Linked DNA regions of Gossypium hirsutum: all the other regions are linked to region 2. A link is a contact called in public Hi-C data. All regions are on one chromosome and are shown on one strand. The core of a region is the stretch at or near the end of the contact, and the rest is flanking DNA. Distances in the headings are between cores, read along the strand shown.

Region 1 (2,925 bases), core at 302-2,801, 690 kb after region 2:
TTTATTTATGTGTGAGGATAAATTTACATGGGCAAATTCAGAAAATTTTTTTAGGGGACGAAATAAAGTTGTATATTTTTATGATAGTAAAAATATAATTTTACCATTTTAATAGCTTATATCTTTATAATTTTTAAAAAATTAAATTAAACTTGAGGACTAAAATATAATTTTACTATTACTTAAATAAAATGTTATAATTTATAAAAGAGGTAGGTTGGGCCCTGCGAACCCCTAGCTCTGTTTACATATATTGAAAATTAGTTGTTCTTTTGTATTTAATCGAGTGCATTTAATCACTTCAGCTTTTCTTGATATTTATTATATGAGGTGTATTTATTATTTTAGAATTTTTTAATTTTGGTTTATATTAAAAATTTACGTTATTTATTTAATATTCAATATTTGTTAATTTATCCTTATATATAAATAAATTTATTAGTATGTAAAATTAATAATTTTTATCAATATGCAAAAATAATATTTCTTAGATCGAAAATTGATTTTCTAGATCAAAACTTAATTTTAAAAGCATAAAAAAAATTAAGAGTTTAATTAAAAATTATGAGGAAATATAAGTACCAAATATTATGAGGAATACTAAATATTGATTCCTCTTGCTTTATTTATTAATTTTCAATATTTTGTATTTATTAGTATATATAATAAATTTTATTAAGATGCAAAATAATGTCTTTTTACCATCAAAAATTAATTTCTCATGCCACAACCTGAAAGCAATAACAAATGACGAGAACATATAAAAAATTTTGAAGTACTAAAAAATTATGAGAAATTACCAAAAAATTACGTGAGAGTAGCAAAATTTGAGCAAGTATCAAAACTTAGGAGAGAATAAAAAATATCAAGCTACTATTCCTTTCAAATCAAGATATATTTCATATGGGTAATTTTTACTATTAGTTCTTGTACTTTATAAAAATTATAGAATTAGTCATTATATTTTAATTTGATTAATTTTAGTTCTTGTATTTTTTCAAAATTTAAAATTTTAACCCTGACTCAAATAATAGCAGTTAAATACATTTGATTAAATTCAATTATTAGTCCTTTACTATGCGTATGCTTGTAAATTTAGTCCATATTCTCTAATTTGATCATTCTAAAATCATATATTTTTCGAACCTTGAAATTCCAGTCATGACGGAAAGATGAAAATGATAGTCGTTAATCTATTAATTAGATTTCCAACGAGTAATATGTGAGAATAATAAAGATGATATAGCATTATACATAAATAATGTGTTTTCAGAATAAGTTTTTAAAAATAGCATAACTTAATGAAAATAAAAATTATCATTTAGCGAGGGCTGAAATTTTATAATTTTAAAAAATACGGATTGAAAATGACCAAATTAAAATACAAAGACTAAATGCACAACTTTCGTAAAGCACAGGGACTAATAGCAGAATTTAACCCTTCCATATTTGTTTTACTAAGCATAAATTTGTTTTCGAAGCGTGTGACTGTTAATTTAAACCAAAGGATTAAATAAATAAATTCAAAATCTACAAGGTTTTTTTTTTTTAATTAAGAAAACCAATAAAATCGTAAATACATCAATCAAACCTGTTTTTAAACCAAAGCTATCCTATTTCTATGGCAGCAGCGGCAGCAGCACTTTCACCGTTTCTTTACTTAGATCCTAGCCAACGTCAACACTTCCATATTCACCTTAATCCCACCAAAACTCCTCCCTTTCTCTCATCTAGGAACCCTCTTCTTTCTCTCCAAAGACTCCACCAATGCAATTGCAGATGTTCTTTCCCTTCTTCCTCCCCCAACTCTGTCACTCCATCTCAGTACTACTCCTTTCTAGATGACCCATTTAGGGGAAGCCGTTTTTTGTCCAATGAGGAGCTTGAAAAGCTCAAAGCCTTGGAGTCTTTTGTTTATCTCCAAGAATTGGAATCTGGGTCGTTGTGGGTTCGGGTAATGAGGAACGAGGAGATGGATTTGACTGCTGGGTTGTTAGCTGAGTCATTCGCAGAGTCAATGTTGATGCCTTTGGGATATGGGGCTTTGTTGAGGTTTTTGGTGAAACAGTATTTGATTGAGAGAAGAGCTGTGATGCCACATGCGGTGACTCTTGTTGGGTTTTATAGAGACAAAGGTGGAGAAAAAGGAAATGAACTTGCTGGGACCGTTGAAGTTTGCTTTGATAAAAGGGGTGCTAATGCTTCTCCTCCTACACCTATACCTCCCAAGAATTCACCATATATCTGTAACATGACTGTTACAAAGCAGCTTAGAAGGTAATAGTTATTTCCTTATTTGTTGGATATTAGTGGAATCTAATAATGGCTTGTTAAATTGTATCCTGATTGGCTTTTGTGTGATCAAGATTTTCTATAGGTTGACAACTAAATAAGAGACAATGTAAGAATTGTAATGTTAAAAGTCATCTGATGGGTAATAAGTAATAACTAAGATATTTGTTCTCATTCCAAGTTGAGTTTTCATTACATTAATAGTAGTGCTACAAACTTAGCAGAGTCAAGATCACTAGCAGGTTAATTACTAAGTGGAAAACTTAGAATATGTAATGTTTAAGCCATTTTAGGAATAAGAAGCGGTTCCTGTAGTCAATATGCTCTCATTCTAGGTTGAGTTCTTCCTTTGTCAGCTTCTTCTTCCTCTGATATTTCATTGATGGAAATATATTTGGAAAAGCTTTTCCTTGGCTTTAAAATTAGGACCTATGTTTGGTTAATTCGGGTGAGTATCATATATGATATGTGTTTGAAATGGTTATATTCTAGTCTTTTTAAGATTTATATGGTTAGAGGTTATATTCTGTTATACCTACCACTCGGGCCTAACATGTGATAGATTCAAAAGACTCTACGTGGGCAACATAGAGGGTCCTGCACCCTTCCGATCACCCGAGTTGTCTTCAGATG
Region 2 (2,866 bases), core at 291-2,790:
GAATGTAGAAGGCATTGATCATAGATGGAACCAACATGGGCTTGGAGGGGACAATATACGAGGTTCATGTCGTTCGTTGCATCCGGGTCCGGTCAGCTTGTTGCATTGGAGTGGGAAAGGGAAGCCATGGGTTCGACTGGATGGTGGAAGCCCATGCCCTCTTGATCATATTTGGGAATCCTATGATCTTTACAAAGGGAATTTAATCAAACACCAATCTTTTCCTTCTGCTTTTGCCAATTTCTTTGAATACCCCAGTTATTTGTTTTGATTTCTCATTTTTTCACTTCTAGAAACAATGGTGATTTTCGTGATTTATATTTGTTTGTTGTACATAATCGAACTGAGCGAGAGATGAATAACCCTACCTCCTTAGTTTCCCTTTGAATTTTTCTCGGATTTCTGAATTTCAATTTCCTGCAGCTTTTCTTGGGTGAAAAGGAAAATTGAAGAAAATCAGAGCTTTTCTAATTCAAAGCATTTCCTTTCTTGGATTTCATCGAATGAATGGTTTCTTGGAAAATTAGGTACAGATGGGAGGCTAATAGGTTTGCACGGACCCTAATGCGCTGGGGAAGATGGAATAGTCATATGGATTTCAGTTTGGGTATTTCAAGAAACGAGTCAATGTGATTGAACCCATCTTCATCTACTAGTCCGGCCTCCTAAATCTCAATAAATCTTTTTTTTTTCAGGCAATAAGATATTGACACAATCAATACAAATTACCAAACAATATTTGCAAAGTTAATTGGGATATCAGAACAAATTGAAGGGAATGAAAGCCAAACATATTGACTCTAGTAAAACCAAGGACTTAGGAATGGCGGTAGTACTAGTTTTTGGTTTAATAATTATGATTCTAACTAGGGTTGATGCAAAATTTTAGGCTTATTTTTTAGGTCTAAGTTCAATAGATTCGGTCTAAAAAATAAGCTTAAAATTTTATTTATATCCGATTTATATTAAAAATGTTAAATCCGAATTCGACTCGACCCGATCCGACCGTAATAATTTTTTTATATAAAAATGAAATTAAAAAAATATAAAACACTAAAAATTTTAAAAATATTAAAATAAATCTTTTTCAACAAATTAAAATTACAAAAAATATATCCATGTGATTCGAATGGGGTCGGATTTGAGCCAAAAAATTTTGCTCGAGATCTGTCGCATTTAGAAATGAGCTTTTTTTTTTGTCAAACTAATTTTTCAAACCTACCTCTTAACTTTTCGAAAAAATCTTCGGACTTGGACAAGTTACTCGACCTATCTTAACCTTTCACTCATTACACTTAAGACTTTTTATGTAAGCATAGATTTTTGATAATGATATTCATATTTTCATAAATAAAAAATTATCCTAATATGTTTTTTATTAATAAATAAAATCAATCTAATTGCAATTAATTATAAAAAATAGTATAAAGAAAAGTTGAGATAATGCTCAAAATTCGTATTTTCAGGCTGGAAATAGGAAACGGCAAAAAGAAGAAAAAAACAAATAATGAAAATTCCGTTTGGAAATCGATTTAGGATATTTTGTTATTGTTTGTAAAGGTTCTTATATCCTTTCGCCACGTTAGCGTAAAACCGTGGGTAAAACGAAACGGATCCCGTTTCTCCTTATTCCTCATCGTCGTCAACCAAAACAAAAGTCAAAGTTAAAATGCTACCTCAATAATTCCCCCAACCACCAAAACGGACCTTTCTCCCTCAATATCCAACTCTAATGGCTCTCAAATTTTAGGGCAAATTTCATCTCTCTATCTCTCTGCCATCCTCAATCCCAATCCCAATCCCAATCCCAACCCCAACCCCAACCCCATCCCCATCATCCCTTCTTTCTTTCCCATGCCTCGATTCTTCAATCCTTTCCTCTTATCCTTATTTTTCTGTGTTTTAGGGTTAGGGTTTGGCGTTGATTTCGGTCAAGCTTTCAAAGTCCCCTTTAGGGTCAGTGATGTTCTCCCGGTGCTTCCGCACCAGGTATCTTGGCCGGTCTTGAACACTCTTCATTCCGCCGTTGACTTGTTGCCGGCTTTTGTCGGCTCCGTGACCCCGAACAATGGCTCAATTGATTGGAAAGGATCTTGCTTTCATGGAAACGAGGCTCGTCTCGAGTTCACCAATAGCGATCGCGACGATTCGGGATTGGGCGGTGGTGTGCTTCACCTCACGGTTCGTATTTTTGACCTGTTGATCATTATGACCGTGGCTGTAATTGAAGCCTCTTTATTGACAAGTTAGTTACTTATTTTCGTGTCATTAATCCTCAGTTTATTGTTGTTGTTTGAGTTTAATTACATTTAGTTTAGTTGCTTTAGAATATTCACTTGAATCAATTTCCTTTGTGTTTCTTCCTAGTTATGAGTTATGGAGTTTATTTAAGGCTACTTGTTTATGTTTAGTAGACTATAGGTGCTGGTATTTGAATAAGTTTTAGCAACTTTAAGTTGTTTATTTAAACTTGAAATCCTTTAATTTTCCTTAGTAGACTAAAAACCCCAAATTGAAATTCTGGTCGGTATCTCTTCTCTTTAGTCTTGGTTCAGAGACGAGGGTGATTATTTTACATACTATGGTTAATTTTGGCTTTCTGATTTTCGCTTGAACTGTAAAAATTTTCTTTTACAGACATCTGAAGCGCACAGCTGGACTTGTATGGATCTTTATGTCTTTGCAACACCTTATAGGATTACTTGGGATTACTACTTTTCTGCTCGAGAGCACACATTGAAATTTGATTCTTGGGAAGAAGCTGCTGAATTGGAATATGTATGTTTCGATTAAGTTGGTCTTTGAGTATTGCTGAAAACTTGTTTAATGCATGGAAATGACAGTCTGATTATATTTTTTTACAGGT
Region 3 (2,719 bases), core at 120-2,619, 610 kb after region 2:
GCTCTGTAATGATGGCCGCCATGATTTTGACCTCATTGAAGCAGCGTTCACAGATGATGTCCGTGAGATTTGTCTTTCATTCTTTAGTTCCTGGAAAGTTTAGAACATAAGCGCCTAAGTTTTTAGGATTGAATGAGAAAGAAAGATTCAAATGAAACATGAAAAGTTTTCCAAACTGGTTAAGTTTATATCTAATCTTAATGCAGATGGAAACTTTAACAATCAATTTATGATATCCTTCCAATATGATTATCATACTTTGCTTATAGTTCCCCATGGCGAGTAACTGGTGTTTGAGGACCCATATTCACAGATTGCTTAGTTGGGAAGAACATATATGAAAGATAAGTGAGAGCCATACTTGGTTGGTGATGTGTGCGTCAGACTTTCCTCCTGAAGTTAGGTTGTCTTGTCCATGGTGCTGCAATTTTTTCATGGATTCCCTTTTGGTTTTTGCATATTTCTTGGCTCTCATGAACTTCATGACCTCTGCAGGGACAGGAAACAAGAGAAAGTTGAGAAATCAATATAAAAGAAAGACAACCTTGCAAATAAAGAAAGTGAAGAAGACCTTGAGAAGTGATAAGGCGATAAGCGTGGCCGAGGGTAAGAGTATCGGTGGGGCGGAGGAGCTTAACACGGGTGAAACGCACTGTATCTCGATCTTGATGATGGTTGGCTTCCTCCTCTTGGGAAACAGGCAAGGGAATGATGAGAGAAACGTAATGACCGGGATTCATTTTCATAACTTCACTAACGGGAATGGGCCAATATAACCTCTCAAGCCTCCCGGAGGGATGCTGAATGACCAAGGCCGCCGCATCGATGGCTTGGCAATTCCCCATGAATTCTGAAAAAGGAAGAAGAAGATAAGGAAAGGAAGGGAAGAGGAGGTTAAGTAAGCAGCAGTCTCTTTCTAATACGACCCTACACAAAGAGGCTCACTCAACTCAACCAAGCACAAGCAGGCCTTTCCTCATTTCCCAACTAACTTATTATATACCCTTGCCTTGCCTCTCACTATTCACATCCAAAACGGCAACACAAAATTTACAACCAGGATTTTATAATTATTTTATGGAAAGCCGGCATGAGCTACACGTGGAGAAATGTGAGGAGTTGGGGTCAAAGTGTTAAAAGTCATAATTATAATTTGTGTTACAGTAATTATAATACAAGTGAGCATGCGTGTGAGTGAGAGGGAGTTCCTTTGGCTGGACAATGATTTGACAACCCACCGCCTTATCCGCCATATTATACTTTTTTATGCTCCTCCGCCTCAGGAATTACCCTGCCTTTGTATTTCCTTTTTCTTTTAATTTAGGAATGGTAAATTTTAATATGCATTTTAAAATATAAATATCTATTACAAAATTAAATTTTTCTATTTAAAATAAATTATATTATTCGAGAGTATTTTAATTTTTTTTATTTTTAAAAATAATAAAAACATGCATAGGGTAGGTTTTGAGCTCATACTAATTAGATCACTCAACTAAAGTTTTATTTTAATATGTTTTATTCATTTTTATGTTAATATGCATAATTTGTTATCTCTATCAACTTTATACAACATCATGATAACAAAATTGTAGTGTATTTAATATTGTTAATATGATGTATTTGTGTTTAAATTTCGTATTACTTACAATTTATTCTAATTTATTTATTTTAATATCGTACATATTTCATGCGTTATTATGATTAATTAGTTTCAAATCATACGTTTCATTATATATTGTATGCGAAACACTCTAGTAATGGTAGATATGGAGAAACTCATGGAGGTCAGCTAATTCAATGGGGCTCATTTGACCCGATTGAATTGGCTTAACTCATTGGTATATATGGAGAAACCCATCTACTTTAAGCATTGGTGACCAATGAAACACTCTAGTAAAACTAGAGTTACTATTGTAAATCATAAGGAATAAAGATGTATAGAGTTTAAATCCCTTAATACTCTCATCTTGTAGATGGGCTCTAATCTCGATCGTTGATGTAACTCAATTGTACCATTAGATTTGAGAGAGTTCAACTATAAATAAAGATCTTCCCCTTCATTTGTACTCACTCAGTTGTAAACCTTCAAAGTAATAGAATATTTTTTAGAGAATTTAGTCAAACAGTTGGTGTACGTTATTTTTCTTGTGACTTTTTTGTTCGTTCATGGCTTATTTCTCTTTCGAGTTTGCTTGCACTTTGCTTCAGTACCTTAAAAGATTTCTGCGAGAATTCTCATTTTTCAATAGTAGGAAATTATTTAAGGTCACGCGGTTTGCTAGACTAAAGTTCTAACTCGTTGACACATACATGTGTAATAGACTTTTTTAGTATTTATTATCCATTTTAAATTTAAATTTAAATTAAATCTATTTTAAATAACATTTTTTGAAAAATAATTAAATTTATTAAAAATGAATTTATTAAATAAAAAAGTATTTCAAAAATAATTTTTTAAATAAAACAAATTATGATATCGTTTTGTTATTCATAAAATATAAAGTTGCATTCAGATAATGAATACTCAAAGGATAGTTCCTATCCACTTTGAATCTACTCTGAGAAGTAATTAAATATTATTTAACTTTGAATATTATTGAATTTTGCATTATTTGAATCCATAAAAAGCAATCAAATATTAAAAAAATTCAAAATTAGGAATTTCTGTTAATATTAATATAATTATTTTTAATTAATATTAATATAAATATTACTA

The links. Hi-C and Micro-C count contacts between places; a contact is called where the count stands out from the background.
Region 1: a contact with region 2 is called in a Hi-C map of leaf, with 2.1 times the contacts expected there. The contact joins the promoter of LOC107903704 here to the promoter of LOC107903693 in region 2. A contact is called at or near these places in 2 of 34 Hi-C or Micro-C datasets (both in leaf).
Region 3: a Hi-C map of leaf shows a contact between it and region 2, with 2.2 times the contacts expected there. The contact joins the promoter of LOC107903703 here to the promoter of LOC107903693 in region 2. A contact is called at or near these places in 2 of 34 Hi-C or Micro-C datasets (both in leaf).

What each region holds. Positions count from the first base shown.
Region 1 is chrD05:47,311,009-47,313,933 of Gossypium_hirsutum_v2.1, reverse strand. LOC107903704 reads left to right here and starts at 1,551. Exons shown (of 2, transcript XM_016829846.2): 1 at 1,551-2,277. The coding sequence starts at 1,622.
Region 2 is chrD05:48,005,731-48,008,596 of Gossypium_hirsutum_v2.1, reverse strand. LOC107903693 reads left to right here and starts at 1,540. Exons shown (of 7, transcript XM_016829836.2): 1 at 1,540-2,181; 2 at 2,638-2,778; 3 at 2,865-2,866. The coding sequence starts at 1,855. It overlaps LOC107903691 (probable galacturonosyltransferase-like 9), which reads left to right. Exons shown (of 1, transcript XM_016829835.2): 1 at 1-407. The coding sequence ends at 271.
Region 3 is chrD05:47,399,464-47,402,182 of Gossypium_hirsutum_v2.1, reverse strand. LOC107903703 reads right to left here and starts at 1,369. Exons shown (of 3, transcript XM_016829844.2): 1 at 572-1,369; 2 at 362-489; 3 at 1-90. The coding sequence starts at 845.